Regions from separate parts of the Mus musculus genome. Here region 1 is linked to region 2. Evidence: chromatin contacts called from public Hi-C data. All regions are on one chromosome and are shown on one strand. Each heading gives the region's core, a stretch centred on a gene start, on an enhancer-like site or on the middle of the called end of the contact. The rest is flanking DNA. Distances are from core to core; before and after follow the strand shown. Region 1 has its middle 49 kb from the start of C1ql3. Region 2 holds the start of C1ql3 (C1q-like 3).

Evidence for each region. Hi-C and Micro-C count contacts between places; a contact is called where the count stands out from the background.
Region 1: a contact with region 2 is called in a Hi-C map of cortical neurons, with 1.9 times the contacts expected there. The contact joins the enhancer-like site here to the promoter of C1ql3 in region 2. A contact is called at or near these places in 2 of 484 Hi-C or Micro-C datasets (cerebral cortex and cortical neurons), 2 of 115 datasets of contacts at active chromatin or transcription factors (embryonic stem cells and neural progenitor cells) and 2 of 9 other capture datasets (adipose tissue and pancreatic islet).

What each region holds. Positions count from the first base shown.
Region 1 is chr2:13,058,021-13,062,439 of GRCm38.p6, reverse strand. No RefSeq gene overlaps it. Among named protein-coding and RNA genes, the nearest start is that of C1ql3, 49 kb to the right of the region's middle. Within about 2 kb of position 1,784, at least 3 of the 459 cell types and tissues checked have an H3K27ac peak or open chromatin away from gene starts, as enhancers often do. A contact at or near this core is called in cortical neurons, where this site is marked.
Region 2 is chr2:13,008,861-13,013,187 of GRCm38.p6, reverse strand. It overlaps C1ql3 (C1q-like 3), which reads left to right and starts at 2,324. Exons shown (of 2, transcript NM_153155.2): 1 at 2,324-2,928. The coding sequence starts at 2,341.

The sequences.
Region 1 (4,419 bases), core at 535-3,034, 50 kb before region 2:
TGTCTGGAAAAATCAAAACCAACTAACCAACCAAACAAACAAAATAAGATCTGGTAAAATGGATCTGGTTGGCTGTATATGCATTGCAGAGGCAGCAGAGATCTATGTTTGAGTTTTAAAGGTCCATCTCGGCTAGTATAACAGAAATACACAGTTAGTAGTTCTCTATAAATCAAATCCCTGTGCATTTCAAAGAAGATCTTCCTGGCAAACTAACCGTGAGGGAGAAGACCAAGAGAATCTACTGGTGCCTAAACTTGCATATGTGCTTGGCTCTTCTGTGCCATTCCACTGTAATTTAGTCCCAGCACAAAGGTGGAAATGCTGACCTGTGAGTCTAGAAGAGATAATGTACTGTTTTCTCCCCCTTTCTATTCTCCCAGTTTGGGCTGAATTTCACATTCCTTCCTTCCCCTGCTATCTCTTTCAGCTCTTGACACCCTCCGTTTCCAAGTCAAGGTTACAGGCTCCTCCAAGAGATCCCTCAGTAAGAGGGATCTTGAGCTAATGAAAGAAGAGTGTCCTCCCTAAGAGCATGTGGAGAGATTGGAGGAGAAGACCTAGAATAGGCTTCCTCAGGGGGACCTAAGTGGAGAACGACTAGGAGAAAGGGTAGAGTAGCAGAAACTCTCACTATTGAAATTCAAGTCAATACAATAGCTCAAGCCGTTAACAACCAGAGCCACAAGTGCACCCAGTGCTATTTGAAGGAATAGATAGTAATGCTGAAATCTCCCTCACGCTTCCATTTGTCGTATGCAAATTACCTTTAGCTGCCTTTGCCCTCCAGACATACGATCTGATGTTGTTCCCTTAAGGGACTCAAAGCACGGTAACAAGTATGGTATTGATCCCTGCCACTCACACCAACCTCTCCAGCCAGTAATACAGAACAAAGCAGTGGGCATCTTTGAGGCAGGGAAGTTGAAAATGGTGGAAGATTTTAAAATGGTGTTGTCTGCCATAATTTGAAGCTTAGATCTGTCTGTGGTATAAGTAGTTGTTAAGCATTAGTAACAAGCCTTGGCTAAATCCCACCACTTAAAAAAGGTACCCTGGGAGGACTCACTGAAGCATACAGAGCCACCAAAGGGTTCTGCTCTCGATGGAGAGGGTTCACAACTGGGAAGAGTTGGTGACAGATGAGAACTATAGAGGCAGTTCAAAGGCTGTGCTTCTTGAAACATTTTAATGTTCTACCTCCGCTGGAATCATCTGTGTCCAAAATAACAAATGGCCCATACTTTTTCCCCCCTCTGGACTTTGGGAGGCTAGATTTTTTTTTTTTGAAGTAGGTGGAAATTGGCATGGAAATCACTAAAGAGGTCTAGAGAAAATAAAATCAGCCACTCAGAGCTGCCAGCAGCCCCTGTATCCCCTCTCAACTGCTATTTCCATGGCAGAGGATTTTTTTCCCCTTCATTTTAAAACATTCTGGGATATTTTCATGGTGTTGTGGCTAACCATTTTTAGTCAGTTAAAAAATGCCTTCATCACCTCCCACCAGGAAACTCACGGAACACACTGTCGGGGATGCTGAAAGTTTTCTCCATTTTCTTTTCAAAAATATTAATGGTGAGCATTAAAAAGGAAGGAGATGCATCTCATTTGCCTTTCAGAAAGTATAGCCAGACATTAACTGTTGCACCTGTACCTGTGACTGCAGGTATGGGCAGAGCCATCGTGAGTGTCAGGGCTGGTGCCAGGCTCTTCATCCCATGGAGTAGGTGCAAAGAAGGTGCCACCCTGTGCGAGTGCCATAGGATTTGGGTGGGATGGCTCAAACTGACAAAATTAAAATGCTGTGGCTCTCAAACAGAAGGAGAGCTGGTGCCTGGTGGGTGAGGTAAGAGGAGCTGAGAACAGAAAACTCGGCTTGGCATGAGGAAGGGAGCCAGCATGCCTGCTGATTAGCAGTGGTGGAGCACAGTTTCTATTTTGTCCCTTCTCAGTTTTCATCTCCTTCTAGTGATGAAACTCAGGGTTGTCTTCTTTGCATCCAGCTTCCCTCTAAGACAAGGAGAGAGTGACTGTGGCTGTAAGTGAAAGAGCGTCCCACGATGGTCTGGGATGGTCTTATTGCTTCTCCAGGCAGACTGAACAATCTAGGAAGCCCTTTTGCACTTAGGAGAAACTGTGAGTTGGTGAGAGGTGACATGAATTGTTCTGCTATGCTCTCTAAAGCACAGGAAGGCCCAATAGTGCCCAACTTTCATAGTGCTTCGAGCCTTTAATATACTTCCTCATGTTGTGATGACCCCAACCATTAAATTATTTTTGTTGCTATTTCATAACTATAATGTTGATGCTGTTATAGATCATAATGTAGATCCCTGTGTTTTCTCTTGGTCATAAATGACCCTTATGAAAGTGTCATTCAACACTCAAAGGGGTCGTGTCCCAAGGGTTGATAATCACTGGCCTAAAGGCTCCAGACAAGAACAAGATCCCAGGTAGTAGGCACTGCTGTTCTCCCCCATGGTGGCTCAAAATGTAAACGAATGCAATAGGAATTTTTTTTTCCTTTTGCTAATGAGATCAAGAAAGCAAATGGTGGGGGAGGGGCAACAAAAGCAAAATCCGGAGAAATCCATCCTTTATAGAAAGACTTTGGGGAGCAGTAGAAACACAGAGAGACCCTACCTACAAAAGAAGGTAGAAGGACAGGACTCACTCTCAGAGCTGTTCTCTGACTTCCACATGCAGGTATTAACATTTTCATTGATTTCTAGTTTTTCTATAAAAGCTTTGCATCCGTAAGCATCATGGAGTTTTTGTCATGTTCTTCATGTTCTTTGTTTTCTGAGTTTATCTGTGACATTAACCTCCAGCTGAAAGCAGGCAGATTGTTTAGGCTTCCAGTGACTCTTATAAATGTCACCTCCAACTCCGCATTCATTGTACAAGAAAGGAATTTGTTTTTTGTTGTTGTTTGTTTGTTTTGTTTTGTTTTTTCGAGGCAGGGTTTCTCTGTGTAGCCCTGGCTGTCCTGGAACTCACTTTGTAGACCAGGCTGGCCTCGAACTCAGAAATCCGCCTGCCTCTGCCTCCTGAGTGCTGGGATTAAAGGTGTGAGCCACCACACCCGGCATACAAGAAAGGAATTTACTACCTGTAGGAGACATCTAAAAGCTATTGCACAGACAGTGAAGCCCAAGATTTTCATTTCCTTCCTTACTTTCACACTCTGGAAAGATTTGTCAACAAAGATACGTGATCAGTGTTGGGCAGTGCATGACTAAATTTTGTTGTTAAAGTTCTAGGCATCTCTCAAAATTCATAAATGGATGTCTTGACCATGAGGCCCTAATGGAAATAGGGTGATTATGGTTGTCACATGTTCATGAGATCATAAAGGATCGGGTCACTATCCAACATTACGGTCATTGTTATGAATGTGTGTGTGTGTGTGTGTGTGTGTGTGTGTGTGTGTGTGTGAGAGAGAGAGAGAGAGAGAGAGAGAGACAGAGACAGAGACAGAGACAGAGAGACAGAGAGAGACGGGGAGAGAGAGAGAGAGAGAGAGAGAGAGAGAGAGAGAGAGGAAGAAGGAAGAGGAGGAAGAAGAAAAGTAGGAGCAGCCGAGGAAATACAGTGAAGAAACATATCAAGGAGATGTCCAAAGATTCCATTGGAAGAGTCTTCAGAACTGGCAGAAGAAACCAGCCCTAACATCTGTCACCTTGATTTCAGATCTGTAGCCTCCAGAGTTTCAAGGCAATATATTTGTTATTTTACTTCCTCAGCATTTAAAGATTTTCTTTTCTTTTCTTTTTGGATTTTTTTATAGGTATTTATTTCATTTACATTTCCAATGCTATCCCAAAAGTCCCCCACCCACCCACTCCTACTTCTTGACCCTGGCATTCCCCTGTACTGAGGCATATAAAGTTTGCATGTCCAATGGGCCTCTCTTTCCAATGATGGCCGACTAGGCCATCTTCTGATACATATGCAGCTAGAGACATGAGCTCAGGGCGGAGGGTGGGGGGGACTGCTGGTTAGTTCATATTGTTGTTCTACCTATAGGGTTGCAGATCCCCCCAGCTCCTTGTGTACTTTCTCTAGCTTTGCCATTGGGGGCCCTGTGTTCCATCCAATAGCTGACTGTGAGCATCCACTTCTGTGTTTGCTAGGCCCTGGCATAGTCTCACAAGAGACAGCTATATCAGGGTCCTTTCAGCAAAATCTTGCTAGTGTATGTAATGGTGTCAGCATTTGGAGGCTGATTATGGGATGGATTCCCAGGTATGGCAATCTCTAGATGGTCCATCCTTTTGTCTCAGCTCCAAACTTTGTCTCTGTAACTCCTTCCATGGGTATTTTGTTCCCAATTCTAAGAAGGGGCAAAGTGTCCACACTTTGGTCTTCATTCTTCTTCAGTTTCATGTGTTTTTCAAATTGTATCTTGTACCTTGG
Region 2 (4,327 bases), core at 1,075-3,574:
CAAAAGCTAAGGTTTTGAGGGACGGAGGGGTCATTCCTCATTACCAGTGGCTAGAGCCCCACTTCCTTAGTGTTGACTCTCTCTCAGTTGCTGACATTCCTCTCCAGGAAGCCAATGAAGGTTTCTATGTCTGCCCACTTGACTTTGCTTTGAATCAGAGAAGGAACTTAACTGTTGGGATGGGGCACAGTGCAGAGGGGCTGTGGAATCTTGAAGGAGATACCTTGCTGTGGAGCCTACAGGCAAGACCAGAGTCTGCTGATAGTTACCTAGCATGTACTACTTGCTTGTTATATTATTATTTGTTCCTGCTCCTTATTTCAGATTCTCACCCCGTTGTAATAAGTAACTGTCTTCCCAGCCATCGTTCCGTATTGACAAGTAAATGTCATCCACGTTTGATTGACATCTATTGCTCCTGAATGCAAAAGTGTGATTTAGGAAACCAATTCTACTTACTTATTTAAACCCTTCTTATATGTCAAATGTATTTGCCAGTGGGGTAACTCCCCTAATACTCACTCTGGGGCCCCTCTATTAGTATTCTAAATTCAAGTGGTTTCTTCTTCCAGCTCTTCCACTGTTAGGGGTGGTGGCTGTTCTTTGTCATAATTTCCCTATTTTCCCTCCCCTAATGCATATCTGGGAAATCTGCTATGGTACCTACAGAAAGAACTCTGTCTCATGAAAACCAGCACTTTCGCAAATACCACTTGCTTTATTGTAAGACCTTCAAAGGCCTTTGGACAAGGGATGACTTCTCCTGCACGCTGCATTTTTAAGCAAATGCAACTTCAAGTCCAATGATGGTGTCTCCTGAAGGGCTCTGCAACTGGAAGCCTCTGAGTCAAATGCACATGCATGCTCAAGCCCTTGGCACTTGTGAAAAGAACCAGCCCTCCTCCTTTTGGGCGGTGGGCAAGTTCATTTAAATCAAGAAATGTCCTTTGGTTTTTAAGTACACGTCACTGTTCTCATCTTATTTCATCTAGAAGGCTATGGAAGCAAATGCTAAGGTTAAAAAAAAAAGCACGCACATCTACTGTCTGGAAAATTGGAGAGAGCCCTCCTTATGTTAAAAGTGGCATTTTGAAAAACACCTGAAGCACTGATTGTGGATGAGCCAGAGGAGAAATGTTGTCATCAAACCTCCCTCCTTTCAACCTTCACTTCCACCTCCAACAAGAGCTGTTGGCACTGGGGAAATAGATTTAGGTGTGACCCTTGAGTCCTGAGAGCAGTTGCGCAGCTGTCTCCCTCCCCCTAGTATGACCAGCTAGGGCGCTGCCATCGTCTGGGCTAGACAAGGAAGTATTCAGGGTTTCACTGTTCATCCCTTGCTGAGAGGGGGGAGAGGCCGAAAAAAAAAAATCCCACATTGTCAGAGTAATGCCAAACTCTGTGTGAGTGGGATGAGCAGAGCAGATGCTGCAGAGAGATGCCAAAGCGGCTCCCCTTCCTCTGTGCCTTGGGTTCCTATAAATTGCTCCGGCGCGCGTTTGTCAGCCTCCTCTTCTCCTGGCAGGTGGTACCCAGGCAGAATTCTGCGTTCAGCTCTCTCGTTCAGCTTTTCGGCGGCGAGGCTCTCGATGCTGCTGGCTAGCTCCTATCTCCTCTGTCCCTGAGCTTCTCTGAGCCGCGGATCCTGCGAATTGCCATTGCTCCGCGCATCTCAGGGGCCTCCCGACCCCAAGCAACCGCAGCCCTCTAGGGTTGGGGGGTGCGTTTCTGTTGGAGTTGCAGGAGAAAAAGAAAGAAAGAAAGAAAGAAAAAAAAAAGAGACAAGGACAGACGAACCAAGCCAACAAAAGAAAAGCAAGAAGCAGAAAAAAAAAAAAGGGCAACTTCAGACAGAAAGTTGGTGAGAACTGGCGCAGTCTGCAAAAAAGGAAAAGTCGATCACGGGCAGCAGCGGCATAAAAGTGTGAGCTGCTCCGGACGAGCGCAGCAGGCGGCAGCTGGCTTTGCCCTCCGGGTGGCCGCTCCGGCACCCGCCGCAGCCACAGGTGCGAAGGGGCTGGCAGGAGGCGAGAGGGCGCCCTGAGCACCCCTCCCCCCAACCCCCACCCCCAGCTCGGGACTTCAGTTCAAGTCACTTGGCGCCCCAGCTCCCTCCCTAGCCGCAGCCTCAGCGGGGGGGAGCAGGAGCCGGTCAAGAGCGACCGGCGCGCGCCCGCCCAGGGGAGTTGGGGTTCGAAGGGGGATTGTTTTCGGCTCTGAAGAGGTCCCCGCCCAACCTTCAAAATTTTGTCCAAAAGCAGACAAGAGGATCGGCCCGCGCTGAGCCGGCTCGTGGGCAGCAGGAGGCGCCTGATCGCCGCCGGGGCGCTGGGGGTGGTGATGGTGCTTCTGCTGGTCATCCTCATCCCGGTGCTGGTGAGCTCGGCCGGCACGTCGGCTCACTACGAGATGCTGGGCACCTGCCGCATGGTCTGCGACCCCTATGGGGGCACCAAGGCTCCCAGCACCGCCGCCACTCCGGACCGGGGCCTTATGCAGTCCCTGCCCACTTTCATCCAGGGTCCCAAAGGCGAGGCCGGTAGGCCGGGGAAGGCAGGCCCGCGTGGGCCCCCGGGAGAGCCCGGACCGCCGGGCCCCGTGGGGCCCCCGGGCGAGAAGGGAGAGCCGGGTCGCCAAGGCTTGCCCGGCCCGCCTGGGGCGCCCGGCCTGAACGCGGCCGGGGCTATCAGTGCAGCCACCTATAGCACGGTGCCCAAGATCGCCTTTTACGCTGGCCTCAAACGGCAGCACGAAGGCTACGAGGTGCTCAAGTTCGACGACGTGGTAACCAATCTCGGAAACCACTATGATCCCACCACGGGCAAGTTCACCTGCTCCATACCGGGTATCTACTTCTTCACCTACCACGTCCTGATGCGCGGAGGGGACGGCACCAGCATGTGGGCTGATCTCTGCAAAAACAACCAGGTGAGCGCGGGCAGGCAGTGGGGAGGGCGGAGAAGGTGCTGACAAGAGGGAGGAGACCCCGGAAATGGGGGTGGGAGCCCGCGGAGGAAGGGTGCGGCAACCCGGCTCCCCGGGCTAAAGCGAGGGGGACTCTGTGACATGCTGGAAAGGCGGGGGTCATACGCAGAGGAGAGCGCCTTGCAGCCCAGACAAGGTAGTTTTAGGGTGCCAGAACCGTGCTCGGCGCGTGCAATTGAGAGCATAACCCTCGAGGGGCGAGAAACTGGGATCTTGGCCCCGGGGCCAACTCGTGAACTTGCAGCAACTGTCTTACAGCAGGCCGGGAATCCCTGGTCTGTGGCATTATCTGCAGTTTAGAGTCGCTTCCAGCCTTTTTCTGAGAATGTAGAAGGTTTCAGAAGCCCGAAATGGGCGTGTCAGGGCTCCAGATTCAGAGGAGATAGACCAGCATTCCGGGGAGGATGGAAGGACCCCAAGAGCGAGTCTCAGACAAGGCTGCCCAGGGCTCAGACAGCACTCTGCCGCGCGCATGTAATGGCATGGCCTTTGAGAGGCTTTGGGCGGTGAAACTCAATAGTCACTTTACACTCCAGTTAGTTTCCAAAGGAAGAACTGCTGGGAACAGAAAAAGTTGCATTTACACTGTAACAGTATAGCAGCTGGCATGCAAACACAGGAACCCCCACTCTTGGAGTAGGAAAAGGAACAAGAAAGTGGTCCGGGAAGTTGCCGGGTCAGAGCTCAGCCCTTTCACCACCCACTATCTCCAGGGCAGCGCGGCAGAGGCCCTTCCTAATCCTAGCCTACTTGATCACAGCTGCCTTGCCTGGCTTTGCATTGGCTGCAAAATAGCCTCATATGAGCCTGAATCAGGACCTGCTCTTCAGAGCTGGTAGGTGGTGCCACAAGGAACACTGGCTTGCAGTGCGGGCCAGGACTACTTTGCCTTTGTTAGAGTCAAGTCAGTGCAAAACCGAAGCATCTTTGTTCTTGTAGCCGCAGGGAGAAAATACACTTCTAACTACCTAAAAGTGTAATCAGACCTTCTGCACAGTCCAAGTAGCAGGCACCCGGTGGTGAGGCCTTCGTACTGGTAGCCAACTGTGCTAGCTGAGTTCCTGAGCCCTACACTTTGCTTACTGACCAACAAGAAGAAAGATCCCGCGTCCCTGTCATCACCTTCAAGATACCTCGTTTCACGCAGTAATTTTGACTTATCAAGGGCCGGCGTGCTCTAGGTCTTTGGTCCCCTGAAAATTCAGATATTATCTAGACGCAATTTTCTACTGAGCACCTTTAGGGCTTTCTTTCTTTCTTTCTTTCTTTCTTTCTTTCTTTCTTTCTTTCTTTCTTTCTTTCTTTCTTTCTTTCTTTCTTTCTTTTCCTTCCTTCCTTCCTT